6 separate regions of the Mus musculus genome follow, and all the other regions are linked to region 2. The links are chromatin contacts, called in public ChIA-PET, HiChIP or PLAC-seq and promoter capture Hi-C maps. All regions are on one chromosome and are shown on one strand. Each heading gives the region's core, a stretch centred on a gene start, on an enhancer-like site or on the middle of the called end of the contact. The rest is flanking DNA. Distances are from core to core; before and after follow the strand shown. Region 1 holds the start of Zfp81 (zinc finger protein 81). Region 2 holds the start of Zfp871 (zinc finger protein 871). Region 3 holds the start of Zfp101 (zinc finger protein 101). Region 4 holds the start of Rrp1b (ribosomal RNA processing 1 homolog B (S. cerevisiae)). Region 5 holds the start of Pram1 (PML-RAR alpha-regulated adaptor molecule 1). Region 6 overlaps Myo1f (myosin IF).

The links. Promoter capture Hi-C pulls out the DNA fragments that hold promoters and counts their contacts. ChIA-PET counts read pairs in DNA pulled down with a chosen protein or histone mark. HiChIP or PLAC-seq counts read pairs in DNA pulled down with a chosen protein or histone mark.
Region 1: a contact with region 2 is called in a promoter capture Hi-C map of the SN4741 cell line, with 3 times the contacts expected there. The contact joins the promoter of Zfp81 here to the promoter of Zfp871 in region 2. A contact is called at or near these places in 12 of 39 promoter capture datasets (the 3T3-L1 cell line, 3T3-L1-derived adipocytes, the C10 cell line and 8 more) and 1 of 9 other capture datasets (adipose tissue).
Region 3: a contact with region 2 is called in a promoter capture Hi-C map of liver, with 3 times the contacts expected there. The contact joins the promoter of Zfp101 here to the promoter of Zfp871 in region 2. A contact is called at or near these places in 13 of 39 promoter capture datasets (the 3T3-L1 cell line, 3T3-L1-derived adipocytes, the C10 cell line and 9 more), 1 of 484 Hi-C or Micro-C datasets (pre-B cells), 4 of 115 datasets of contacts at active chromatin or transcription factors (bone marrow-derived macrophages, embryonic stem cells and fibro-adipogenic progenitors) and 2 of 9 other capture datasets (adipose tissue and liver).
Region 4: a FOXA1 HiChIP or PLAC-seq map of pancreatic cancer cells shows a contact between it and region 2. The contact joins the promoter of Rrp1b here to the promoter of Zfp871 in region 2. A contact is called at or near these places in 2 of 39 promoter capture datasets (the HPC-7 cell line and pre-B cells) and 2 of 115 datasets of contacts at active chromatin or transcription factors (large pre-B cells and pancreatic cancer cells).
Region 5: a promoter capture Hi-C map of pre-B cells shows a contact between it and region 2, with 2.2 times the contacts expected there. The contact joins the promoter of Pram1 here to the promoter of Zfp871 in region 2. A contact is called at or near these places in 13 of 39 promoter capture datasets (the 3T3-L1 cell line, 3T3-L1-derived adipocytes, the SN4741 cell line and 9 more) and 2 of 115 datasets of contacts at active chromatin or transcription factors (memory CD8 T cells and pancreatic cancer cells).
Region 6: a contact with region 2 is called in an RNA polymerase II ChIA-PET map of effector CD8 T cells, with 9 read pairs. The contact joins the enhancer-like site here to the promoter of Zfp871 in region 2. A contact is called at or near these places in 5 of 39 promoter capture datasets (the 3T3-L1 cell line, 3T3-L1-derived adipocytes, HPC-7-derived erythroid cells and 2 more), 4 of 115 datasets of contacts at active chromatin or transcription factors (bone marrow-derived dendritic cells, effector CD8 T cells, kidney and 1 more) and 1 of 9 other capture datasets (liver).

What each region holds. Positions count from the first base shown.
Region 1 is chr17:33,357,490-33,361,944 of GRCm38.p6, forward strand. It overlaps Zfp81 (zinc finger protein 81), which reads right to left and starts at 1,389. Exons shown (of 4, transcript NM_207541.1): 1 at 1,245-1,389. The coding sequence starts at 1,247.
Region 2 is chr17:32,785,490-32,790,038 of GRCm38.p6, forward strand. Zfp871 (zinc finger protein 871) reads right to left here and starts at 2,798. Exons shown (of 4, transcript NM_172458.3): 1 at 2,649-2,798. The coding sequence starts at 2,651. It overlaps Gm17115 (predicted gene 17115), which reads left to right and starts at 2,905. Exons shown (of 2, transcript NR_168031.1): 1 at 2,905-3,584; 2 at 3,898-4,549.
Region 3 is chr17:33,391,364-33,396,268 of GRCm38.p6, forward strand. It overlaps Zfp101 (zinc finger protein 101), which reads right to left and starts at 3,274. Exons shown (of 4, transcript NM_009542.2): 1 at 3,125-3,274. The coding sequence starts at 3,145.
Region 4 is chr17:32,034,523-32,038,766 of GRCm38.p6, forward strand. It overlaps Rrp1b (ribosomal RNA processing 1 homolog B (S. cerevisiae)), which reads left to right and starts at 1,640. Exons shown (of 16, transcript NM_028244.2): 1 at 1,640-2,082. The coding sequence starts at 1,953. It also overlaps a transcript of Hsf2bp not described here.
Region 5 is chr17:33,634,924-33,639,446 of GRCm38.p6, forward strand. It overlaps Pram1 (PML-RAR alpha-regulated adaptor molecule 1), which reads left to right and starts at 3,133. Exons shown (of 10, transcript NM_001002842.2): 1 at 3,133-3,254. The coding sequence starts at 3,252.
Region 6 is chr17:33,560,004-33,564,772 of GRCm38.p6, forward strand. All of the region lies in intron 1 of Myo1f (myosin IF), which reads left to right. Among named protein-coding and RNA genes, the nearest start is that of Myo1f, 6.7 kb to the left of the region's middle. Within about 2 kb of position 3,353, at least 102 of the 459 cell types and tissues checked have an H3K27ac peak or open chromatin away from gene starts, as enhancers often do. A contact at or near this core is called in bone marrow-derived dendritic cells, effector CD8 T cells, liver and 1 more, where this site is marked.

The DNA.
Region 1 (4,455 bases), core at 139-2,638, 570 kb after region 2:
ACTGAGAATTCAGAATGCCGAATAAATAGTTCAACTTAATGGCTCAAACACAAGGTCTTAGGAAAACAACAAAATGTCAGACTTAAGAGCAAAAGACAGCAAGAAGTAAAAAATAAGTTGAAAAATTATTGAAATTGACTCAAAGAATACACACAGTCAATGTCAATCTCAGAAATGGTTCTTTTAAAAAACAGTAAAATAGGCAAAACTGTAGTCAAGCTAACAAAAAAGAGGGAAGAGACAAATTAATAAAGTCATAAATTAGGGGAGGTTGCAAGAGACTAAAAAAAAAAAAGACAGGAAAAAAGAAAAGCAGTGGACCATTTGGTAGTATTTTGAAAAAAATACCCCCCACGAGGAAAAGAAATATATGCAAGAAATGGTTTGATTCTGAGTCGCATACAACAAGCTAAAATTAAATCAAGAGGATATAAACAACTTACGAATATTCATAACGATGAGATAGAAACAGATATAACCCTCTCATCCCTTCTGTTCAAGTCCACAGCCAAAGAATCTACCACGTTTTTGTTTGTTTTTACAATTAAATTATTCATCCCATCTCATGCTTTTTTTTTTACAGCCAGCAATGCTAGAAGAAAAAAAAAATTCCCCCAAATTTCACCTGTGCCTAGACAATTAATTGCCCAATTGGTTGGTGAATCCAAACAATTTTGAAGCAAATTGAAAATCCTCTCTTCCTTGCAAGCCGGAGCATTCCTCCCACTCTCAGCCCAGAGGGAGCAAACAAATCCTCCTGCATTAACGCTAACAGCAAAAACCAGGATGCGGGATAGGTTTACAGTTCATTGGTAAAAGGATTGCCTAGAATGAGCAAAGCCTGAGGTTCGATGCCCACGAAGGAAGGAAGGAAGGAAGGAAGGAAGGAACGAACAGCGTTTATCAAAGCCCCTCACAACAGTCTAAATGCTACAGAGCATCACGCCAACTCGCCAGCGATGCAGTCTGGAGAGGCGCTGTCTCACCCGAGAGCACAGCGGACTAGAAGACACTGCTTCAGAAGGGGGGCGGGGCAGGGCAGGGCCGGACCGACAGGACCAGACCCCAGGCTCCCCGCTGCCTGCTCTGCACGGAATTAAAACGCACGTGGGTGAGAGGGCGCGGGTGACAGACTCCTGCACAGAATCAGGCGAACGTCAGTGCCGCGGCACCACACAGGGACAAAGCCTCCGCGATGTCACCAACGTGCCACGCACGACTCCAGGAACACAGGGCACACTCACCATTTCCTGATTTCACACGCGAGCAGTGTGCTTCCTAAAGGGCCTACAATCAGCAGAAGGGACAGCGACTCAGGCCAAGTCACCACCTGCCTCCCTGGAGCTACACAGGACTCAAACAGGGCGGCAATGGCGGCACCCTCTGACTATCCATGCTCCTCATTGGGCAGTTCATGCAGGAAAGTAACAACGTCCCTGATTGGTGAACGGTACCGACCCGCCTCTTTAACTCTTTTCAGCGCGTTTAAATGGAACTCACCCGGCAAACTGACTACAGAACCTCCCTAACTCTGGCTCCCCCAAACCCCTGGAGTAAACCCGGAGTATATTTGGTGTCATTCTATTTAAAGAGAATATACTTCGGGGTTTTTAGAGCACACATTTAGTTCTTCGTGTGAGTTCCTCGTGCCTTTCCGCTTACTCACACTACTTTTTTTGTGAACATTCAGGACTCAGTGACATTAGGACAAAGCCAATGACACACATCCCTACCTCCAGTTTTAGCGATAGAGGCTTGGCCGGCTTTTTACGTGGGTTCTGGGGATCCAAACGCAGATCCTCATGAAGGATAATCAGGCATTTTACCAACCAACCCATCTCACCAGCGCTTCTTTGGGCTTGTACTATAGGTGGTCATTACGCTGCTTACTGTACAGTGTTTGGGTTTTATAACGTACAGAGAATGCTGAATTCAGAATATATCTTCAACATGAAGAACTTGTGCGGTGGTTAAGATTAGAGATGCATTTCACCAAACTCCTAGAAATAGTGTTTGTGGATTTGGTTTATTTCGGCTAGAACTTCAATGTGGCTGTAGAATACACTGTCCCACTTCTGAATATTAAGATGTGGAGCACTTGTTACTCTTACAGAGGCCCTGGGATTGCTTTCAATCATCCACACGATCGTTTGAAAACATCTTAACTCCAAGAGCTTCATCACCTTTTTAATTCACAGGCACCAGGTTCTCACATGGTGCACATACATACATTCATACACATATAAAAATAATCTTAAAATTTTAAAAGAAGTATATATGAAACCAGATATAGGAGAAAGAGTCATTATAACTTTTAAGAGAGAATGTAAATTAATACAGACACAAAAATAAAGTATGAAGATTTCTAAGAACAAACAAACAAAAACAACTTAAAATTGTTTAGCATGGTGGTACAGACCTTTAATTACAGGACTTTGGAGGCAAGAAGTTAAAGGTCATTGTGAAGAAAAGGAAGAGGAAGAGGAGGAGGAGGAAGAGGAAGAGGAGGAGGAGGAGAGAGAAAGAAGGAAGGAAGGAAGGAAGGAAGGAAGGAAGGAAGGAAGGAAGGAAGGAAGGAAAGAGAGTTCCAGGACAGCCAGGGACACACAGAAACCATTCTGAAAACAAACAAACAAACAAACAAAACCTCAAAACTAAAGGTCACAAACTAAAACCAGCACCCTTTGCTAGGAAAGAGAAAGGAAAGAATTTTACTATACATAAGAAATGAATGGACATGGACTGGAGAGATGGCTCAGAAGTTAAGAGCACTGGCTGCTCTTCCAGAGGTCCTGAGTTCAACTTATAGCCATCACACAGTGGTTCATGACTATCTATAATAGGATCTGGTGCTGTCTTGTGGCCTGTAAGCATATATGCATACATACTGTATACACAATAAATAAATCTTAAAGAGAAATGCACATTAATGTTTATTATAGCACTGCTCAAAAATAGCTAAGCTCTGAAATCTGCCAAGATCTTGTTAAGACACAAATAAAGAGAATATAGTGTATGTATGTAGGCATAATTTTTTCAGCCTATTTTATTTTTATTGGTTATTTTATTTATTTATATATCAAATGTTATTCCCCTTCCCAGTTTCCCCTCCACAAGCCCCCTATCCCCTTCTCTCTCCCCTTGCCTCTATGAGGTTTCTCCCCCACCTGCCCACCCACTCCTGCCTCAGTGCTCTAGCATTTCCCTATCCTGGGCCACCAAGACTCCACAGGACCAAGGGGCTCCCCTCCCAGTGATGCCAGATAAGGCAATCCTCTGCTACATATCCATCTGGAGCCATGGTTACTCTTTGGTTGGTGGTTTTGTCCCTGGGAGCTTGGGGTGGGGTGCTGGTTGGTTGATATTGTTGTTCTTCCTATGAGGTTGCAAACCCCTTCACCTCCTACAGCCCTTACTCTAACTTCCCCATTGGGGTCACTCAGCCTATTTTAATAAATATTCAACCTTTCTTCTTGCCCACCACCCACCAGAGGCAGTGGAGGAGAAAAGTTATTAGGATATGAGAGAAGTGGGCCTGTTTAGGAATAGTTCTTTGGGGTGAGTTCACTCTTCTTTGTCAAAAGTTCAGAAATGAATGTTGCTTGTAGCAAACACCAAATATGAATCATCAGTTTCAGTCCAGTTCCCTTGGCAGGCAAACACCATACATGAACCGCAGCTTCAGTCTAGTCCTCTCGGCAGGCAGATACCACACACGAACCAGCAGCTATAATTCATCCTGAAGAAACTGCAAGGCTCACAGGCCAGCCTGAGGGGAGGTAGCAGAAGAGGCAAGAAGTGGCAGGAACGCTACAAGAAGTTTTTTGGTGAGTTTCTCTCAGGCTTAACCACTAGCACAACAACACTATGTAAGGTGAACTAATACATGGATGTAGTAAGCAAAGAATATCAGGCAGAGCAAACCGAATGCTTCTCTCCCACTGTCTGTGGGGTCATATTTGTACTTCTTCATCATGAATCCTTTCACATTCCTGCTATAGCAAACCATCCTTTCACCTGTGTGTCCCAGCAAAACATTATTTGATATAACTGACTTCCCAAAGAAACTAGAAATTTCCTATGTGTACAGACAGATAAAGACATACATGCATACATATGTACATATAATTGACTATAATTCAACCATAAGGAAAAGCAAACTCATGCCATTTTCAGGAAAATAGATGATACTATGATGCCTCTATGTGAAATAATCCACACAAGGAAAACTATCATCTATGGAAAGTACAATACAGAAACAATAGCAGCAGTGACACAAAACCATGGCAGTATTAGAGAGACTACTAGAAGACATGGGGATGTTTTGGGGTAGTAAGAAAAGATGAGTGAATGAAACAGTAGGGGGAGGGTGAATGTTATGAAAGCATAATGTGTCAGTGAAATTCATTAATGTGTGCAATAAATATGCACTGTTAATTTTACTAAATTTATTTT
Region 2 (4,549 bases), core at 1,548-4,047:
ATCATACCAGATCTGACTTTGGGGATCTGGCACATACTTCAATTTTAAAAAACAACAAAACAAAACACCCCAGTAATAATAGAAACGAGAAAGGATTAAGACAAAACACAAGATGCACACAGAAAGAGTCTTGGTCTGTTTCCCAGGTGATCATTATCTCGGCCCTTATTCTGTAAGATGTCTGAAATGTTCTGAGACTGAGATTCTGTGAAGCAGGCAGGCAGGCAGCAGTGGCCTTAGTTCTAAAGAACGGAATGAATGTGGATCTGCCTGGAAGAGGTGCTCTTACAGCTTCCTGGGGATGGAATTAGTTTCAGAGCAGGAGCCAGACTAGGAGCAGGCTCTCAGGTTACCTGGCAGGAGGCAGGGGAGTGAAGAGGGTGGGGAGAAGGGGGTGTGGCCACTAGTACCCACTAATGTAAACTGACTTCTCTGGGTGGAAAATCCTGGCACCTGGAAGTCTATTAGCTAGCAATTCTGACAATCTCTTAGTAAGGTGGTTGTCAGTATCTGTGAGGGGGAAGGCGCTAGACATGTTACTTCCTAAGCGTTTGCTGGATTCTAACATTCTATTCTCTCTGCAGCCACTCACAGTAACAAGATGAGTGGGGTACCACCCCACTGAGTCCATATAAAATAAAATGTGTGTGTATATATATATATATATATATATATAATGTATATATGTGTGTATGTGTGTAATGTATATATATAATGTATATTCCAGGTGGATGCCAGGAGCTGGTGATGGCCTAGACAAAGCAGCCAGCTTATATAAGGAAAAAACTGAGAGTGTATGCCACCTTAATAAACCACTCCAGGCTCTAGGGCCTTCTGGTAACTACTGTGTATACTTGCGTACTCCTGTCTTCCCTAAGAGTTAGGAAGGCCCTGTTCAGGGTAACCATTGGGCACTTTATAACCTAACATTTAGGGTTTTCTAACCCAAGATTGCGCTCACATCCAGTAAGGCCTACCTCTATCAGGGCTCTGCCTTTTAAAATAATGTGTAGGGAACGGAAAAATGACTCAGCAGGTGAAGACATTTGGCTGCAGAAGTATAATGTCCTGAGTTCAATCCTGGGAACCCATGTAAAGGAGAGATTAGTCACTGCATTCTTCTTTCTCTGACCTCTAAACATGCAAGCTGGAGCATGCAGGAAACACACACACACACACACACACACACACACACCACACATATACACAACAACTAAAAAATAAAATATAAAAACAAAAGTCAATGTGTAGAAAGATCTGAAGGCAGCAGCCGTTATGACAGAGCCAGACTCCAGCCGCACGCATGTGTATGGCTACGCCTATCCAGTGAGTTTAGGAAGAGCAGAAGAAGGTAGAAATGCTAAGATTCACTGACTTACAGGCACAGGTCATGGAATTTAAAGACAGCTTCCCCTTGAATCTGTGAGTGACAAGAGTGAGGAAGCCAGGGCAGACCACTCAGTGATACCGTAGGGAATATCTGCTTTCCAACAACGTCAAGCCTAGAATGACTCCATTTTATTAAATAACAACCTGGACTAGTTACTCAAAGCCCCTCCCCCGAAAAAGGAAGGGCAGTACAACTTGTTTACGCAAGCAAAAAAAAAAAAAAAAAAAAAAGGCCCACTATCTCCTAGAAAACTAGGAGGGACAAACTGACAATATCAACAACTAAAAATATACCAAATTGTATTAGAAACACCACACAAAGTATACAACATATAATCCCCTCACCTGGCACTACGAAGGAGCATCCCCAAGCCCAAAGGATGGCAGGCAACTGTCACACTTACCCACAGGGAAGAACTGAGTCAGTCCTTTGGACTCCATCTCCAGTGCGGTTTCTCCTGCCCAGGACATTCAGCCAACTTCAAATTGACTTACTTCAACGTTCGGTGCGCGTATACTTGACATCTCTGTGTCTACACTGCTAGGACATCATCATTGGTCCCCTTTCAGATTCTTCTTTGCACCCGCCTCAGCTCAATGCCTCCTACTTCAGGACAGACTCTAAACTCAACCACTTTGGCTCTTAGTCATTCTGTGATCTGCACATTTTGTATGTTTTTGTGTGAAATGTTCATGTGTGATCTTCCAGTTAACGTTAGCAATTAGATTGTTATATAAAAACGCGTTGATTGCCAATGGCTGGTTAGCAAAATCGGGACTACTGGATTAATTATTAACGAAATACACATGACTTGTGAATTATTAATTATTCGATAAATTCTGGCATTGGAAACACACAAACTTGTCCCCCCTGTTTATGACAACACGCCCAGGACACAAGGTCACCACACCCTGCGGCTTCCCTGCCCCCCAACACACACACACACACACACACACACACACGAATTCCAGGGTCCCGTGTCTCACCGCGACGCTGCCGCCACCGCCCAGGCTGCGGAGCCGCGTCGCTGCGGGTGCCCGGATGCCTAGGGAGGCCATGGCCGCAGCACTGAGCTCTTAGCAAAGGACAGGACCGCAGCTCTGCCTGATGGCCCAGCTCCACCCAGAGGGACCCGGGCAGCGCGGCCCAGCAGAGCAGATGAGATGCAGACTCAGCTGCCCTGGAAGGCCGCGTCCCCACTGCCGCCTCCGCTTCTAGCGGCGCCCTCCCCGCAGCCGGGACGCCTGGCCGCACGTACCATTTCCAATCACCGGGTGTCCTGCTGTTCTCCGGCAGCTCTTGCAGTAAGTGGATGGAACACAGACACTGGGGAAAACAACCTGCGGGTCTCTCTCCACAGAAGACACAAACGCCTAAAATGGCTGGACGGGAAGTGGCATCCTCCGCTTCTGTGCCCGCCCTCTCTCAACATCTGAAAATCTCATTGGACAGTTTATGCAGCCAAGCAACTTTTCTTACTGGCCAGTGAGTCACGTGCACGCCTCCCAATGCTTAAATGACAGAAAAAGCATCCTCTCGAGTGTACTGTGGCGCCAAACCTCTAATCCGAACGTAAGGCTTGATACTTGGGGTCTAAACTGGAGGTGGGATTCCCAAACTCTACTTCTGGCGTTACGTGTGAAGGGGATGAATACTTTATATTTTACATGGATTTAAACATACGTAGAAGTCTATTCTTTAACAAAGCAAAGATGTCGGCTAAATTCTATTTGCGTGAGTGAGAAATGGCATTGAAAAGAATGATGTGAATTATGCCTATTTGGCTGCGCTTCTAATATTCTCTCTCATTTTGTGATCGATGGTTGTCACCAAGGTCTCTGTGGCTGGGGATTTACCCATTCTGCTTACTCTTTTCAAATTCTCTCTTGAACCCACCTCGCCACTATTGCCCTCACAAAGTCACTTCTAGAGCAAAACATTTTGGGAATGGAAGGACACAGAACCATTCTTAAGATTCGAAGCATTCCAAAGATTCTTCAGTAAGTGGAAGTTTGCGCAGGTCGCAGCGGAGCTCCAGGACTCTGAACACATAAACCTGGAATACTCCACAGATGACTTCCAGGGCAGACATTCCTGCAATCAGGAGAACCAGCCTGACTGCGGAGGTAGAACTAAGTTCACAGAGGAATGGTAGAAATCAGAAAGGAAGCCTTGAAGAGAGAAGATTGGAATTGTAAGCCTGCTCTGGGTGCTGAAAGCGTTATAAGAGGCCGGGGGTGGGGGGGTGGGGGTGGGAAGCAGTAGACAGATAATAGATTCCTGCTGTGAAGAAGGTGAAGAAGGTGCAAGCTTGGAACAATGTCAGGGAACCTGCAGACAGGTATTTTAAGTGATATTTTAGAAGACAGGAGCGAAAATAGGAAAGCTAAAAAGACTTGAGGCGCAGCCAGCAAGATGACTAGATGGCATTTACAGATTTTGTTTAAGAATTTATTATTTTTTTAAAAATATGTTTGTGTGTCTGTGTGCATGTCACGCAAGAACAGATGCCCATGGAGGCCAGAAGAGGGCACTGAATCCGCGGAGATGGACTTATAAACTGCAGAACGTGGGTCCTGGTACAGAATTTGGGTACTTTACAAAAACAATATGCACTCTAAACCACGAAGCCAGCGTTCCAGCCCCCAACTCTTCAGACTCCCACCCAGTTCTCTCTTCTTCACATTTATAAAAAATATTTAATATTTACTGACAAATTAGCAGACTGTGTCCTTCTCTGCTTTCCATTTTTACCTCTTTTCTCTCTAGTTCCTTTCCCTATCGTTTCTGTATTATTTTCCCTTTCAGAGATTTCCCCAAGGAACACAGGCTGGCCTGGTTTTCAGGGTCTCTGGTCTCAGCCTGCTGCTAATGGCTGGGACGGCTTTAGGTTATCTGCTTGCAATTCTGTACTTTTAAACAAGCTTCCCTCCTCTGCACCCTCATGTCACTACTGTCCCCTTGTAGTTACTTTTTCCTTGCCTACTGTTTGTCATCAACACGGGAAGAACTGAGTCAGTCCTTGGACTCCATCTCCAGTGTGGTTTCTCCTGCCCAGGACATTCAGCCAACTTCAAATTGACTTACTTCAACGTTCGGTGCGCGTATACTTGACATCTCTGTGTCTACACTGCTAGGACATCATCATTGGTCCCCTTT
Region 3 (4,905 bases), core at 2,024-4,523, 610 kb after region 2:
ACCCTGACTTTCAGCCAAATCACACCGAGCTCTCAGCCAGCATTCTCTATCAGTGATTTCTACCTTAGTGACTCTGCCATGACCTCTTCCAGCCTATAATTTCTGACTCAGAAACCTGCATACTTGGAGACTTTTCTCTCACTCGGCAGGGAGTTCAGTGGATTCTGTGCTGCCGCTGACCCAGAGGACTCCCTGACCCCCCGACTATGTCATTTGCCTTCCACTCAGACCTTAACTCCCCCTAAGGAAACTCTGGATCTCTGACTTGTCCTCAGGCATTAGAGTCCTATAGGTCTGCAAGCTGCAAGTGTGGGATTAGGGGCTCCTTTCTGCTTAGACCTGATCCCGCAGGCTATCAGAAGCACAGCTGTCCCCTCCCTACCCTGCTCCCCAAAAGTGAAGTGAGAACTCCTTAGTATAAGGTAGAACCATCTCCTCCCAGTCCTTGAGTCTTAGGGTTCATACCCTCCACTCATTCTCCTGCACCCCGGTTCCTATCTCCAGAGCTCAGTGCTATAGAGGTAGAATTCATGGCACTGTGCCTTGCAACTCAAGGTTTTTGAGAAGAATTTGCTGTTACCTTGAAGACTGCCAAATCCTTTTAACCCCTGCACACTGGGATGGGATCTATACATCCTTCTCAGACGGTTAGGGAGAATAAATACATCATCTTGGGAACTAGGGCAATATTATTCAAGCTTTTCCTATAAAACATGATTTTGTACTTGACAGAAAAAGTCAGACAGGAAGATGGAGAGATGGCTCTGCAGTTAGGCCTCTTGTGGCTCTTCCAGAGGATTCAAGTTTGGTTTCCAGCTCCTATAGTAGGTGGCTCATACCTACATGTAAGTCCAGCTCTAGGGGATCCAACACTGTCTTCTGACCTCTGCAGAAACCCAAGCATACATGCAGATGTGCACAGGAACACGAACAACACAAACCCCAAAATATATCTTTTTCCAAAATAAATTAGACAGATCTTAAATGAACAACCTGAAGAAGCACCTGAAGGCTTTGGGAAAACAAGATCCCAAAGTCCAAATCCCTAAGTGAGCGAAATAATGACGATCAAGTCTGAAATTAAGTAAAAAATTAACTAAAAAACAAAATAAAACCCACTGAAGTGGAGGGATGGCTCAGAAGAGCATGTGTGCCTTTTGCAGAGGATCCGAGTTTAGTTCCCAGGACTTACATAATGGACCAGAACCATCTATAACTCCCTCATGAATCTAATGTTTTCTTCTAACCTCTGTGAGCATCTGGGAAACATGTTACATATCTTTTCTGTCAGGCGAAATGTTCACATAATATATATATATATATATATATATATTCATTCTACAAAATTGAGTTGGTGTTGAAAAGATAAACATAATTGATAAACCCTTAGCCAAATAAAACAAGACACACATTAATGAAATGGGAGCTGAGGAAGGAGGCATTCCAATAGACACCAAAGAAATTCAGAGAATCATGGTAACATACTTGAAAATCTTATATCTCCAGGTTGTGTGTGGTGGCGCACGCCTTTAATCCTAGCACTTAGGAGGCAGAGGCAGGCTGATCTCTGTCAGTTCAAGGCAAGCCTCATCTATATAGCACGTTCCAGGCCAGCCAAGGCTACACACAGTAAAACTCTGCCTGGAAATAAAAAAAATTAGTATGCATTCCATGCTTGCCACTAAGCAGTCAATGACACACATGCTGCTAAAGAGAAAATCCTGGGATCTTCCTGCCAGAATCTAAGGGAGAAAAACTGTACAGCAGGATGAGCACAGGGCTGACTCTGTAGAATGTTTACTTAGTATGGAGACGCCCCCCCACCCCCACCCTCGGTCCCAGCACCAGCACCACATCAAAGCAAGTGTGCTGGCTCATGCCTTGAAATCCTAAAACCTGAAGGCAGGAGGATCCCAAGTTCAAGGTCATCTACATATGGAGTTTCATGATAGCCAGGGATCTATGAAACCCGGTTTTAAAATAAAAGTAAAAGTAAAAATAAATGAAGCCGAAGAAATGAGTCAACAGGCAAAAGCAGTCGTCAAGCATGCGTTGTGACCTGTGTTTGATCCCTGAACCCAGGGAATGGACAGGAGAACCAACTCCAACCCCACAAGGGAGTCCTTTGACCTGCACAGTATATACTATGGCACGGGAGCCCAAAGATTGGCTCACCACACATGAACAACACTAATAAAATTTGAAATGTTTTGTGCACTCAAACCAACTCTCAAAAAAATACCTCATCCAGAAGATAGAAGACACGTATGTTTTTCTCCCAGATGGCCCCTGTCCACACTTTCCCTAGTCGCAAATTACACTGTCTAGAAAAACGATTTACATAAGGGCAAAGGAAACAACCGAAGATGTTAATATTTTTCTAGAGGACTGTAATCTTGGTAAATACTAATTAAGGAGCCCACCTTGTAGGGCATGATGGTGCTCGCATCTAAACTGCAGTTCTCAGGAAGCAGAAGCAGGCAGATCTCTTGAGTTCAAGGTAGGCCTGGTCTACGTAATGAGTTCCAAGAAAGGAAAGAAGACAAACAAACACACATTACAGGCAGAGGCAGGAGAATCTCTGAGTTCGAAGCCAGCCTGGTCTACCAAGTGAGTTCCAGGGTAGCCAGGGCTACTGAGAAACCCTGTCTGAAAAACAAAGAAATCAACCAATCAAAAACTCACCAGCACCACTGCCACCAAAAGCACATTACATATTCCTTCTCTTTGGAGAAGCAGCCTAGAGCAAAACTAATACAAAATCAAGGAGACCTCAGAAAACAATAAAGCAGGCCAAACGCAAGTGCAAGGTCAGACCAGCAGTAACGCTCAACACCCACGTCCTTTCACTACACTGACCAGACCGCATCACCAACCCGTGAGCGCTGCAAAGTCTGCAGGGTGCAGGACCACCGAGCTCATTCCCCATGATAGCCAAGGGACTGGGATAAAGCAGTTTTACAGCGACAGGGCAGGAGGAGCCTCCGACTCCTGGCTCCGCCGGTGCCAAGCTCCACCTCGAACTGCAGCACAGCGCCAGAGGAACGTCGGGTCGGCGGTGCCAAGCTGCGCCAGGCTACGTCAAAGCCGCGGCCCACGACTCCGGGAGCAACCGTGTACTCACCATTTCCAGCTTCGGACGCATGCGGGGGTCCTTCGGAAGAGCCTGCCGACAAAATAGGTGGCACTGACTGAAACCAGCTGTCACAACACCTCACAAAAGCTACACGGGATTCAAAAATGGAGCCAGGGGCAGAAACTTCAGAACATCCGTGTTCCTCATTTGACAGTTCCAGCAAGGAAGTAACAGCGGCTCTGATTGGCGAAAGATGCTGGACCCGCCTTCTTATTCGTGAGTAGCAGGATCAACAACCTCTCCCATACTTGACGCAAATGGGGAAAAAAAAAAAAAAAAAAAAGATAGAGCAACACCCAATCTTAACCCAGACGTTCCGTTTGGAGTAAATATGTGGGATCCTTGCATTTAAGCACGACGCCTTCTGGGATTTTAGTGCACGCACTCGCTTTGTCGTGTACTCAGTGGGCTTCTACTGTTTCACATAAAATAGCGCTACAGATTGGCTCTGGACATCCCAGACTCAGTGTAGGGAAAGGAAAACCCATGACCCCAAACAGAGAAGGTTACCCGGTCAGGAGAGGACAGTGCCAATAATGAGTGCCAACTTAAGAATCTGAGATGAGGCAAATGGACTTTTGCACCTATATTTTTTGAAAGTTAAGATTTAAAATGTTGATTGAGCCCCAGGTTTGAAAGAAACCTGTACAAATATGTTAAAGCTTTGTCTGAAGAAATAATATTTTAAAACACGTTTGATAAAGACATATGCTTTTGCAAATGTCTCTTCTTACAGGCTTTACTTGGACTACTTCTGGGTATTGAACATTATTACTATAAACCAAGCCAAGAGCAGAAAGCAACATATATGAATTAATAATGTAAATAGAAAAAAACTTGTAAGCAAAGAAGAGGCTTTCGCTCCGGTACTGGTTGGCCTTTTGTCGACTTGATGTTAGTGGGGGTCATCTGAGAGAAGGGAACTCAACTTAGAAATGCCTCCATTAGATTGGCTATAGGCAAGACTGTAGAATATTTTTGGATTAAAGAATGATGTGTGTGTGTGGGGGGGGGGGGGTTTCCAATCTACTGTATTAATGCATACTTAGGTAGATAGGCCTAGGCTGTATAAAAAGGGAGAGTGAACATGCAGTATTTCCCCATGACCTCTACTTCAGTTCCCACCTCCAAATTTCTTCTTGAGTCCTGTGATGATTATTTTTCTGGTTGTCAACTTGACTCTGTTAGTCATGAAATCAAATCTGGGAATGGAGGACATACCTGTGAGAACTTTTTGCTTGCTTTGGAGTCGGTGATTCTGCTTCAGGTCTGGACCTTTGAGGTAGGGAGTCCCAGGCCTTTGAACCAAACCTTGAATCAGCTCTAATCTAGGCTACAGGCTTTGCTAGAGCTGGACGAGGAAGCTTCTGCTCCTGCCTGCTTGCCCTAGCCTTGCTAGCATGTCCATTCCTTCACTGGCATCAGAACCTTACTTTTTAGGGATTCCAGCATAAGCTGAAGACCAGCTGAGACATTTAGCCTCGTGGTCTGAGAAACTACAGGATTCTTGGGCTTTCCATCCACAGCCAACCATTGTTGGATTAGCTAGACCGCAGCCTGTGAGTCTTTCCAGTAAACCCCTTTTCTATACATATAGAAAGATTCATTCTGTAAGCTTTGTTACTCTCAAGAACTCTAATAATTTCCCTTCATGATGAACTTTAAGCCATAAGATAAAATACATCCTTCCCTAAACAAAGTTGCTTTTGTTTAAAGCAATGGAAAGAAAAGATAGAACCATTTCAACTAAACTCTTATTCAATGACCAG
Region 4 (4,244 bases), core at 390-2,889, 750 kb before region 2:
AGAGCTCGCTAACACGCACACACAAAAACGCGGGAATCTTAAGATGCCCCACGATACGGAAAGCCACAAGGTTCAAATCTCGACGATTTGCTCTTCACTCTCGCTTTCTGGGTCCAGGGATGAGATGGACCTGGATTCTACTGTAGCTTTCCTACTTCAGTTGCGTTTCAGACTTGTTACCTGCAAAGTGAGGCCTGAGAGTCAAGCAGAATCCGTCCTTCCCTGTTTAGAGAGAAGATGCTACAACCAAACCTATACACTGTGAGAAACCGCGCAGGGAAAACCTCATCGTCCCTTGGCCCCAAGTGCTTCTGTGCCAGCACTTGGGTGGCGGAAGCTGGAGTTCAAGACAAACTTGCTACATAGCATGGGAAAATCTAGGCTGGGCTACATGGGGGTAAAAAAAAAAAAATCAAAATTAAATCACCAAAGCTTGGAAGAATATACTAATCTAATAATTCTCATGTTTGATAACGTAGAGTTTTAGATGTCCCTAAAGTTTGCACAATTGTTAAAAGCCTTCTTTTATGTTGGTTTAGTATGTTCCCGCTTGTGCTGGTTTATGTCAACTTGACACGAGCTAAAGTCATGGGAGGAGGGAACCTCAGTAAAGAAAATGTCTCTATAAAATCAGATTGTAGCAGGCCTGTAAGGCATTGTCTTAGTGACTGATGGGGAGGACCCCACCTATTATGGGCGGGGCCATCCCTGGACTGGTGGTCCTGGGTTCGGATTTCTGAGTTCGAGGTCAGCCTGGCCTACAAAGTGAGTTCCAGGACAGCCAGGGTTATACAGAGAAACCCTGTCTCGAAAAAAAAAACAAACAAACAAAAACAAAACAGGCTGAGCAAACTGCAAAGAGCACGGCGGTAAGGAGCACCCTCCATGGCCTCTGCATCAGCTCCTGCCTCCAGGGTCCTGTCCTGGGTGAGGTCTGGTCCTGGCTTCCTTCCATGGCGAACAGTAATATGGAATGTGAGTCAAAACAAACAAACAACGACAACAACAACAAAAAAACATTTGCTCCCCAGCTTGCATTTTTGGTCCTGGTGTTTGAAAATCTCACTACCCACTGCTTAGAACTGTGTGTTTTGAATGCAGGACTTACAGAGTCAAGTTAGATCCTCAAAATTTCCCTCTACAATAGACATCCCTGCATCTCACCCAGACGTCGTGTGTGTGGATTTGCTGATTCCCCATTCAACAAGCCTGCACCTGTCTCAAGATGCGGCGGAAGGCTTGCTGTCTTGCCACTACACACCCCTAGATCTATCCTAGGACCCTGCAAAAAAGGATTGCTCACTACACCACACCTCTGTAAGTGCCCCTGATGCTGCAGGGATGGGTTGTTCTCGCTCCTCTACAAATCTCACACCTGCCCTAAAAAGCTGCAAGGGTCTCCTCTCCACCTTTGCACTTGTCCCAGGACATTGGGAGGTTGGCCACCCCCTCTATAATGCTACATCAAAACTCAAGGCACTATCTTGGCGGAAACGGGGCGGGGGGTTGGTTGTGGGGGCTGCCCCTGTGCTGTCGTCAGCCTTGGGCTGCCTGGATGACGGCCTTCCTCCTGGGTCTCAAGTCTGTCCAGGGAAGCCCGCCGAGTGAATGGAGGTAGTAGCAGGATCGCCGCTTCCCCGATAGACCTTTGTTAGCTGTGCTTAGACTCTAAAACTGCATCAAACCAGCCGTAGGCGTTCTGCTGGAGGAGACCTGACCTCCAACTAACCGCCCTGTCAATCGCCCTGAACCTGGGCCACTCTCAGGACGCACTTCAAGCAGCGTTGCTACGGCGTCTACCCGCACAGGGGCCACGCGGGCTCCCTGGGCGCGCGGCGAGCGGCGCACCGGTGACGCCATCACCCGCGCGCCGCAGCCCATACGCAGACGCAGTCCGGATCGCTTGGCGGCGAGCGGCACGCGCGCAGCCTGGGGATGCTGAAGCGAGTGCGATGGCTCTCGCCATGCAGTCTTCCGAGTTCCAGTTCGCCCAGCGGCTGGCCTCCAGTGAGAAGGGCGTCCGCGACCGCGCCGTGAGGAAGCTGCGGCAGTATCTCAGCGCCAGGACGCAGAGCGACACAGGTGCGGGCCTGGGTCCGCGCCGCTTCGTGCGGCGAGGGTAGCGCCATTGGGCGCGGGTGCGGGTGCTACGGGCTGTGTGGCGGAGCTCCTGGCCCTGAGTCCAAGCTCACCACTGGCCCAGTTCACCGAGGCTCGTTTGTGTTTCTCTTTGCCTCCCTTGGATAGTGTCTGTAGACGCTGGAGTGCGTTAGTTGCCCTGAGAGGAACTCTGGCAATGTGGTGGCAGGACCTCGTGGCGATGGAGTGGAGTATGGGTGAATGCGGGAATGTATACCGGTAGTGTGGAAAAGTGCAGGAGAAAGTCCCTCTAAAGGAGCCTCCTGTGCTCTGCTGAGATTTTGACAAGAGGAAGCTGGCCAGGCAGACGCAAGAAAGAGCTAAGTGTGCCCCAAGCCAGAGAAATCTAAGTTGGCGCGCAAGGCATGTTGAAATAAAATTGAACCTGGGGGCAGTGTGGCCACATCACTGGCTTTTTCGTTTGTGTTTTAGCTGCCGTGGAATGCATTGCAGGGATTTATTTAAGTGATCCAGAATAGGTTCTGTAACTCCTTGAGTGAATGCGTAAAGTCTAGACTGCAGCCTACTGTGGGGGTTTCAGGTTGCAGCCAGTTGGCTGAAGTTTGAGTTACATGTTGCTAAATCTACTTAAATTTGAAGGCGGGGGGGGGGGGGGCGCGGAGAGATTGCTCAGCGGTTCAAGTCTCAGAACCCACGTGGCAGCTCAACCCTTTCCTGGAAAGGAGTCACCTCCTCTCACCTCTGCTAACATCGGGCATGCACGTGGTGTGCATACATAGAAGCAAGCAAATCTCATAGACCTCAATTAAATTTTTTTAAATGGTTTTTGATTGAAATCTGCCACAGGTGAGAGCACATACCATTCATTCCAGCATTGGAAGGCAGAGGACAGCCAGGGCCACAGAGCAAGCAAGACCTTGTCTCCCAGAAAGGAAGAGAAATCTGATAAAGGTGTAAAGACTAGGTTTTTTTCTTAACCATTTGTGTGTGTGTGTGTGTGTGTGTGTGTGTGTGTGTGTGTGTGTATGTATGTATGTGTGTGCTTATAGGCACACTCATGAGGAAGTTGAGTTCCAAAAGTTACCTGTTTCCACCGTGGAATCCAGAGGTGAAACTCAGGTAGTGAGGCTTACCAAGCAAGCTATTTGTTGCCCACTGAGCCACCTTGGCAGCTAGCTTCCCACCCGGACCCCCTCTCCCCCATAACATTTCTGTTAAGGATTGCCCCAGAAATTCAGTTTACTCCACTCTCCCCTCCAAACACCTGTTCTCTCCTGCTGCTTCTTCCATTTCTCACCACATTGCCCTGACTCTTCATCACATGCACACATTGTCCCTCTGTCCTGCCTTCTCAATAACTTGAATTACTCTGTCTTAACTGGAAGTTCCTTTATTTTACCTATTTGTCTGGCCCATCCATTCCCTTAACTCCCTTGTGCCTTTTGTTTGTTTCGGTCCCTACCCCCACCCCGCAGACAGGGTCTTACTGTGTAGCCCTGGCTGTCCAAGAACTCACTCTGTAGACCAGGCTGACCTCGAACTCAGAGAGATAGCCTGCGAAGTGCTAGGATTAAAGTTGTGAGCCATCACTGCCTGGTTTGTTTGGTTGGTTGGTTTTGGTTTTTGATACAGGATTTCTCTTGTGTTATAGCCCTGGCTGTTCTCAAGCTGGTCTCAAACTCTCAGAGATTCGCCTTCCTCTATCTCCTGAGTGCTGGGGTTAAAGGCTTTCATCCAGGGCTTCCATTGTGCCTCTTTAAACTGCCCTCCACAAATGGCCCAGGTCATTTTCCTAAAGCAAATCTCATCTTACTGCTGCTTCCCCTGAAGGCCACAGTCCTGTCAGACGCTGTGGTGTCCTCACCTGCTCTTCTAATTCCTCAGTAGTCAGTTAAACTCTTAGGCCCAGCACAGCAGGCACACTTTTCTCACCTCCTCCCCCTTGCATTCAGGCTTGTTCTACAAAGAATCACTTCTGAGAGAAATCCTCCTTTACTATCTCCCTGGTACCTCTTGAATTATAAACTATGTGGCCCTTTTATAGTGCTTAGATACATGGGGGGAGGAAGGGCTATTTGTTTGGAGACAGGATTTCCTGGAGCCAGGGCTGGTCTCTACTACCTATACTAAGAATGAATGACCTT
Region 5 (4,523 bases), core at 1,883-4,382, 850 kb after region 2:
AAGAGTAAATAGCAAATGGTTAGGGAAAGGAAGAAAGAGGTGGGTAGATACCTAGGGCTGCTTGGTCGGCCAGTCTAGTAAATAGTAAGCTTCAAGTTCGGAGACCTTGTCTCAAAAAGTAAGTGGGACACTGATGGCAGCCATTAACCTCTGCAAACATAGGCACAGATTCATGCACCCACACAGAATGGGATCTTCTGGATGAGAGAGGTTGAGTAGAAAGACTCGGGGATTCTGAGATTTCCTGTCCCAGAAACTTAGTACAGGGGGGTCAGATACCAGGGACATACAGAACTTCCATTGCACTCCATTTGCTGCCCAAAGTAGCTATCCTTACTGCTTTACACATGCCCAGTCTTTGCTCTTCTGGGATGCCTTGGGGATCCCCATCCGCAGCTCAACCCACGCTTGTGCACCCCACTTCCTGCTCCTGAACTCCCATAATCCCCAACCTCCTTCTCTTTAAACTGGAACTCCACAGTGTTCTACCTCCACCTCCCACCTAAACAATGAAGTCATCCTAGTGCCCCAGCTTTCCAGCAGACAACACCCAAGAGTGTCAGTGTGGGGAAAGTATCTGCTGGCAGGAACTTATGCAGCTGCTCAGGTTGACTTGAATAGATGGAGAAATTCCTGGAGATTTGTCTGCAGACTCAGGTTTCAGGCTACCTCGTGGCAATTATGCACTAACAGATCTGTCACCTGAGGGATGTGGAATTGCTTCTATTTATCCTAAGAGAAGTGGAGAGCAGCAACAACCCCAGGTGGATCCCAGCTCATGCCTCTGGACCACGCTCCCGCTCCCTCCTTCAAAGAACTCCCAGATCTTCCAGGAACACCACAATAATTGGCCCTCCATTGTTTTAGACTTCTAGTTCCATAGTTTAGTTAGGGCCACCAGGTCATCCTCATGCAGGTCAAATACAGTCTGCCAGCCATGCTGGGAGGTTACCAACAACCCTGCATTCTCCCCTGTTGGGTCTCCTGCCGTTCAATCCTTTAGCTTGTGCTGGCCTTGATGGCCTACTGTGTGCTTTCAGGCCAGCATAAAGATCAGAGGACAGCTGTGGGGTTGGTTTTTCCCCTCCACCTTACATGTGTTCCAGGAATCGAACTATGGTCATCCAGTTTGTGTGGCAAATGTTTTAACCATAACCACAACCCCTAGCCATCTCACTGACTCATTGTTTTCGGTTTTGAGATTGGGTCTCCACTCAGTTACCAAACCTGAATTGAATCTGACATCCACCAGCCATATTCTCAACCAGTACCTGGGATTATAGGCGTGGCGTGGCTTCTTTCATATTTCTACCTGACTCCATTCACCAAGATTCTGGAAACTATCCACTTGAGACTCCTATAAAAGCAGACTCGTCTCTAGGAACTGTGACCCAAGACAGGAAAACAAGCATCAGAATCTTGATGCTATGTGCTAAAATAAGGAAGGTGTGCCTCTCAACCTAAGCTGCTTTATTTCCATTTAAATAAGCTGAAACCATACCTGGCTCATTCCCAAGAGTTATACAAGTTCTTGCTACTCTATCAGCCTTATAATACCCAACAGCAGGCCCATCACCTAAGTCAAAACATATATTTATTTTGTTTCTAAGATTGGTTTTCATTGTGGGTTTTTTTTTTTTTTCTTTTACTCGAGACAGGGTTTCTCTGTGTAGCCTTGGCTGTCCTGGAACTCACTTTGTAGACCAGGCTGGCCTCGAACTCGAAATCCGCCTGCCTCTGCCTCCCAAGTGCTGGAATTAAAGGCGTGCGCCACCACTGCCCGGCTTCATTGTATTTTTACAAGGCACTGCAACAATAGCCTTAAACTACCAGACTTTCCAATCCTCCTGCTTTTAACTCCCAAGTGCTGTTTTATGAGATTCTAGAAATCAGATTTAAGGCTTTGTACATGCTATATAAGTACACTACCAACAGAGCTACAAACTTTGGATTTAGTTTATGTTATCTTCCTTCACAGGGTCTCAACTTTCCAGCCGGGGGATGGTCATGCACTTAATATCCTCTTCTCCCACATGCGAGGATTACGGATGTGTGCCACTATACCTGGGTAGAACATGTACTTTTTTGGTTACGTTTCTGAGTCAGGGTCTCATTATGTAGTGCTGGCTGGCCTGAAATTCACTATGTAGATTAGGCTAACCTTGGAAATGTAGTGAACTTCCTGCTTCTGCTGGGATTACAAGTATGCACCACTACGCCAGTTGCTTAGAGCATGTACTTTGTGACTCCAGGGACATAGACACATGTACACTCATCTATACACCAGAACCATCCTGCTAGGGTGTAAGTAGTCCTCCTCCTTGGACCACATCCCAGACTGGTGACATCAGAATCTCTGGAAGATATTTTTTTAACAGCTCAAAGAATTCTATTCTGTTCCCAAACTGAGAATCATACCTCTGAACCCTGCTGAGTGTTCTTTGTTCCTGTGGACTGAATCACGTGTCAGGGCTCTCCTTTCCTATATCTACCTTTGTCCCACTTTGGGCTTCATTTTCCTGCAATCCAGTTTTCTTGTTTCTCCTCTCTCTGCTTCCTTTAACCACTGTGAACTTGAGAGGTCCTAAAACCCCATACCTTCACAGCAACAGTGATGTCCCTTCAGCCCAGGACTTAGACATCTTTTAATGCCACCCACCCATAAGTCTGCTTATCCCAGTTGATGATGCTTTGGGTGCATAGCCCTGGCTGATGGGGCATTTGTCACCTTAACAGGGAAGTCCTGTTGAGAGTACAAATGGTGAAACAAGGTAGATGAAGCAATACAGGAGGACAGATATGTCCTCACCATTGCAACAGCCATATCCTAGGTCTACCTCTTTAGAGACGTCTTAAGACCCAGAGAAAGCCATAAAATCCCCACTAAGGTGCTGTGACTGTCCTGAGTTTGTCCTAAGCTTGCCTCTTCAGAGACAAAGCTTGTCAGGACCCCAAAGTGTTAAAACTAAGGGGGACAATAGGGAATCAAGAGGCTAGTAGGAGCTAGGAAACTTGTGCTTTATAGATGTGCTTAGGTCTAATGACCTGACTTTGGGGACAGTAGTGGACAGGCAGGAACTCAAGGAGGGGACAGAAAGGCTATCTCCGCCTCCTTCCTCCTCTGCCCTCCCCAGCCCAACAGCTCCGACTTGGTGTGTCAGCCCGTGGAGCAGAAACCACACTTAACTTCCTCAAGGCAGAAGCCTAAGCTCAGAGCTCATTCACCCTGTGGTTCATCATCCCCTGAAGCCATGGTGAGTCCTCAAGCCCCCATTGGAAGTTCATTCAGGTAACAAGGGTCCCAAGTAGAAACTGGGGAACTGGTAAATATGCCCTCATGGGTAACCTAGCAGAACAGAGCTAGAACAGTCTTGGGGATGAGATGGCACAGGAAAAGATAAGAAACAACCAAGGCATAATAGCTTGAGCTCTTGTGGACCAGCTTTGTATCTGTGACTGCAAGGCAGTGTGGTGCTGGTTGGGTCTGCCTGGAATGATATACCCTCAATCCAGGTCAGCAGCTGGGATATAAGCAGAGGTTTCCTGTGAAGTGATTAAATGGGTCACGCACCTGCTACACCAGTCCCCATCTCCAGTCCGTTACCCAAGCTGTGCTCTGCTAAACCCTTCCTTATCTACCCTTGTGGTCATCAACTCACTTAGACTGGGGCTTCAACAAAGAAATGTCTGACCCCAGGCAAGAATTGCTTCCTTCCCAGAGATCCTTCTGAGTCCATCTCTAGATAGATTTACAAGGTTCTGTCCTCTCTGTCCTCCAATCTTTTTTACCCTTGGTGAAGATAGGCTGGGGATATCTACCAGCACCTATGGCAAAGAGCAGGTCAGACTTGAGAGCACCAGAAATGTTCTAAACATATCATATAGTGCCTGTACATTTGGGGAGCCTCCCTTCTGGTCCTCATGAGACATGTCAGGGACTATGACACCTAATACCCACATCTTAGATAGATGTATGTAGAGCTTGTTAACTTAGTTAGAATGGCTAGCCAACAAGCCCTAGAGGGCCTCCTGGCCTAAGCTCTCCAGAGCTAACTAGGATGACAGGTACTGCTCCTGACTTTGTTATGTATGAGTACTGAAGCTAGAACTCAGGCTTGCATGACAAGTACTTTACCTACTGAGAAATCTCTCTAGTCCCCCCAACTAAATTTTAACAATTTATAGTCAAAATGGGTATGGTGGTATACACCTGTAATGCCAGCACTCAGATGGCTGAAGCAGTAGAACTGTTGAATCCCAGCCTGGGCTACATAGTGAGAAACTGACTTAAAATAAACAAAAAACAAAAAAAGGAAAGGAAAGGAAAAAGGAAAAAGGGAAAAGGGAAAGGGAAAGGAAAGAAAAAGAGAGGGGGGCGAGGAGAGGAAGAGAGAAGAGGAGAGGAGAGAAGAGAGAAGAGAAAAAGAAAAGCAAGCAAGCAAGCTAAACTAATGGTGGCACACACCTGTAATCTCAGCACATGGGAGGCAGAGGCAGAAGGTTATCCTCAACTATAAAGCAAG
Region 6 (4,769 bases), core at 2,103-4,602, 780 kb after region 2:
AATGTTAATGGTGGAATTGTTTGTCGTTTCTGTTTGCTACACTGACATGGAAGATTTTAGCAGTCTGTGTTTGACTTTGTGAGTAGGTACAAGGGGGTGGGGCATTTTTTTGTTTCATAACATTGGTTACTTGAGAGTAAAGGTGGTTGCTTTGAAGGCTTAGTTACAATGTGAAAGAGACAGAGCTAGAGGTGTAGTTCAGCTGCAGAGCACTTGCGTGGCATGTTCAGGGCCCAGGTTCCATTCCTAGTATGACAAAAACAAACAAACAAAAGGAATAAGGGGAATCTAGAGAAATGGTTCAGTGGTTAAAAGTATTCAGTGGACAACAGAGTCTGCTGGGCTGCCTTGTCTGGCCTAAGTGGGAAAGGATACATCTAGGTGGGTTGGTATCTGGGGGGGGCTCCCCTTCTCTGAGTAGAAAGGGAGTCAGGGAAAAGGGAGTGGGAGAGTAGGACTGGGAGCAGAGGAGGTAGGGGTCTGCAATTGGATTGTAAAGTGATGGAAGGATGGAAGGAAGGAAGGAAGGAAGGGAGGAAGGGAGGAAGGGAGGAAGGGAGGAAGGGAGGAAGGGAGGAAGGGAGGAAGGGAGGAAGGGAGGGAGGGAGGGTACTCAGTGGTCTTGCTGAGGTCCAGAGTTCAGTTTCCAGCACCCACATCAGGTGCCTTAGTACTGCCTGTAACTCCAGTTCTTAGGGATCCATGGGTACCCATCAGCATGTGTGCACACACACAGCACAGACACATAAATAAAAATAAAACATAGGCGGGTGTGGTGGCGCATGCCTTTAATCCCAGCACTTGGGAGGCAGAGGCAGGCAGATTTCTGAGTTCGAGGCCAGCCTGGTCTACAAAGTGAGTTCCAGGACAGCCAGGACTATACAGAGAAACCCTGTCTCAAATAAATAAACAAACAAACAAACAAATCTTTAGTTTAAAAAAAAAAAAAAACAGAAAGACCAGTGGTCAGGGAGATGTGGAAAAGGAGGTATTTAGAATAGAAACTTAAAACCCACAGTTGTGGGGCTGAGGATATAGTTCACTTGGTGAAGTATTTGCCTTGCATGCATGAAGCCTTGTGTTCCACCCATAACACTACAAACTAGCATGGTGATATACACCTCTCAGTACTTGGGAGGAGAGGCGAGACTCTCAGAAATTGCTATATGCCAACTTTGAGGCCAGCCTGTGTTATATGAGGCCTGGTCACAAATGCACTAAAGCAACATTAAATCTCTTTTTCTTTTTTTTCGAGACAGGGTTTCTCTGTGTAGTCCTGGCTATCCTGCAACTCACTCTGTAGACCAGGCTGGCCTCGAACTCAAAAATCCACCTGCCTCTGCCTCCCGAGTGCTGGGATTAAAGGCGTGCACCACCACCGCCCAGCAGCATTAAATTTCTTTAACAATATTTATTTGCTATGAGAGGAGTGAACTTGCTTATGGGCCATGGCATGCTTGTGGAGGTCAGAGAACAACTTGGAAGAGTTTGTTCCTTCGTGTGGATCCAGGGAATCAAACTTGAGTTATAAGGCTTAGCAGCAAGTTCCCTTGCCCACTGAGCCGTCTCACTAACACAGCATTGTTTTAAAGTACCCACAACTGAGATTGCAGTAGTGTAACACACTAGCAACTTCAGAATGTGGGAGATGGTGACAGGGGGATTAGAAGGTTCAAAGTAGCCTGAACGATGAATACCATCTCAGAAATTAGAAACAAAAACAAAAACAAACAAACAAACAAACAAAACCAAGGTTATTGAGATGGCTCAAAGGGTATCTACTTCCAATGATGACCTGAGACTCATTTCTTCAAGTTGTCCTCCGACTGACTGCAGGTGAGCTGTCAAACCCCCAACACATAAATAAATACAATTTTAATTTTTTTTAAAAAAGCATACAGAGATAACAAACTGTATTAAATATGTCAGGTCTTATCTATATGGGTTTGATTATAGAAAATCATATGGTATTTTAAAAAATAATGAACAATCAAAGGGCCCACAACTGATTGGACAAGGAAGATAGGAGGGGATCAGTGAGTATCAGCTTTGGGCATGGGAGCCACTAGGCTTCTCCAAAAGACTAAGACCTGAGTCACTCCAACTCTAGCCTCTGTGTGGAGAATTTAAGGAGGTATAAGAGACTCCAGCTACCTCTAGAAAGACAAAGATCCCTACCTGTTGGCCTCCAGCTAAGCCAGAAGGAAATAAGCCCACTGATTCCATCAGATACATACCCTAACCCCAGCCCTATGGAGAGAGAGTGAGACACTCAGGACTTTGAGAGGTTAGAATATTGTTTGCACAGTTCAGAGGTGCAGGGTGCAGTGTAACAACCCCCTGGCTGGTAGAATATAGGTCCAGGATTCTAGGGCCACCCCCTGAGAGCCAAGGGAAGGACCCACAGCTCAGGCTAGTGGTAGCTACAGTATCAGGTTCACATCTTCACAGCTCTCAGGACCTTGGTGAGAAAGGAAGTAGCTATTCTACTTCTCTCTAGTCTTGCTCATCACCACCCAGTCCTCAGAGAGCTTTGTCACAAGACTTGGAGTCACAGCCTTTGAGTCCACAAGCCAGGTCCAGCCACTAGTCCTCCATTAGCCAATTAAAATAGTCAAATTAAGAGCAAAAAGAAGAAAAAAGAGATTCATTCAATGCGGCCACGTTGGGAAGAGAGATAAGGAAATGTAATGGCACTCTTACACACACCGAGTCCATCTTCACGGCCCTGAAATTAGGTTAAGTTTAATTAGAGGCCAGAGTTATGCTTATCTATATACTTCCTAGTGAAGGTGTGGTTCTGCCCACCACTGACCCAGCAATGTCTCCTCTGTAAGGTGGTTTAACAGGTCAGGCTCCTCGACTGGCCCTAGCTTTAAGCTTTCTCTTCTCCCTGCATGATATTCCTGGGAGAAATTCTAGTTTCTTTGGGTTTAAATAGTCTGATAGCCAAAGTGAGGCACACAAGTGTCTTTAGAATATGTTCACCCAGCCAGCCTAGTTACAATGAATGTATCTGGGGTGAATTCGAAAGCTCCATCATTTGGCTCTTCCTATCACTTTGGACCCATAGGGGCTGGCCAAGTTCAAGGCAGACACCCATAGTGATAGTGGGGATACTAGTATTTTCTTATGATAACCTCTACATTGTTGAATCTGGGTAGCTGATTCCATGAGGTCTACTGCACTTGGAGTTCTTATATTTTCAATGAAGAAACTGAGGCAGGGGAGGCCTAGCAAGCTGCTAAATAAACAAAAAGTGGAAGAAGATTTTGGCTTAATCCTTTCAAGAGGTCGCTTCTCTTAGTGGTCATCTTAACTGTGGCTTCCCCTTCCTTTTTGTAGAAAATGAAAGCTCAACCAGGGTTTCCTGTGAGTAGCCCATTGCTATTATACAGCCTCTGAGCACCCCCCAGCCTCATTTGAACCTGGGCTCTCCACTCCAAAGAAGCTAAGATCCTGGAGTTTCACCACTACTACAAGGCCTTCTTGGCTCTTAGGGTCAAGTTGCAAGTTTAGCTTTGGATGATATTCCCACTTCGCCTTTACACCCTCCCACATGGCCTCTCTTTGAGTCACCATCTTCATCGACCATTCAGAGTTTCAAGAGTAGAGATTAGACCCCATCTGCCTAGGCTAGGCTTGTACCTACTCCAAGCACTGATAGAAATCAGGAAGTGTGTTCACTGCACTACAAAGCTTGCAAGCCTGAGCCCTACCAGATCTACCACCTTGACCACAAACAGCCCCTCCCTTTAATAGCACAAATAAGGTATTGTCTTCTTTCACCCACCTTCAACCCTACTCCACCCCACCCCCATGTTGTAGGCAGAGCTGACTAAATAGATAGAGGAAGAATCTGCCTTCTACTTCTCACCATAGCCACCTACAGCCCCACAGTGTCTTTCACAAGAGACAGCAGATTGAGTCATATTTAGCTGTGGTCAACTGAGACCACAAACTTATTTGTTGCAACTGCCCCCACCCACAGTTCAAGAAAGGAACTTAGGAACATATAGTTTCAACTTGAGCCAGGGAGACAAAGGAGTATTTTTTAGAGGGGGACAAGAGACTGTCTTAACCCCGGGGTACTTCATCCATTCAGTTATTTGATTATTAAGCGAAGTTTTAAAGATTTATTTTCATTTTATGTGTGTTTTGTCTGCATATCTGTCTATGTACCATGTGCACGCAGGGCTCTAGGAGGCTAAAAGAGGGCATCAGATTCCCTGGAACTGCAGTTACAGTCAGTTGTGAGCCATCGAGTGGGTGCTGGGAACCAAACCAGGTCTTTTGCAAGAACAGTCAGTGCTCTTAACTGCTGAGCACTGGCTGTGCCAACATAGCCCCATAGCTGGTTTGAGACAAGGTCTCATGTAGGCTAGTGCCCAATTGAGTGCATTCTTGAACTCCTGGATTTTCTTGCCTCCACCCACTGAATACTGAAATTCAAGATGTATACCACTACACTCAGTATATGTTGTGCTGGAGATAGAATCCAGGGCTTCATGCAAGCTAGATAAACACTCTGCCAGCAAAGCAACATCCCCCCAAACCCTGCCTCCACCTCACAAGTAGCAAGGAGTACACATAGGAAAACACTGATGATTTTATGACACAGAAGAGCTCAGAGCAACTGGGGGAGCTTGGATGTTGAAGGCAGAACAAACAGGCAGTGAGTGAATGTCATGAGATTAAAGAGACAGAAGCCACTGAGCAACCTGAGGGAAGAGGAGGGGAAAAAAAACAGAAAGAGGAACCCAGCTCTA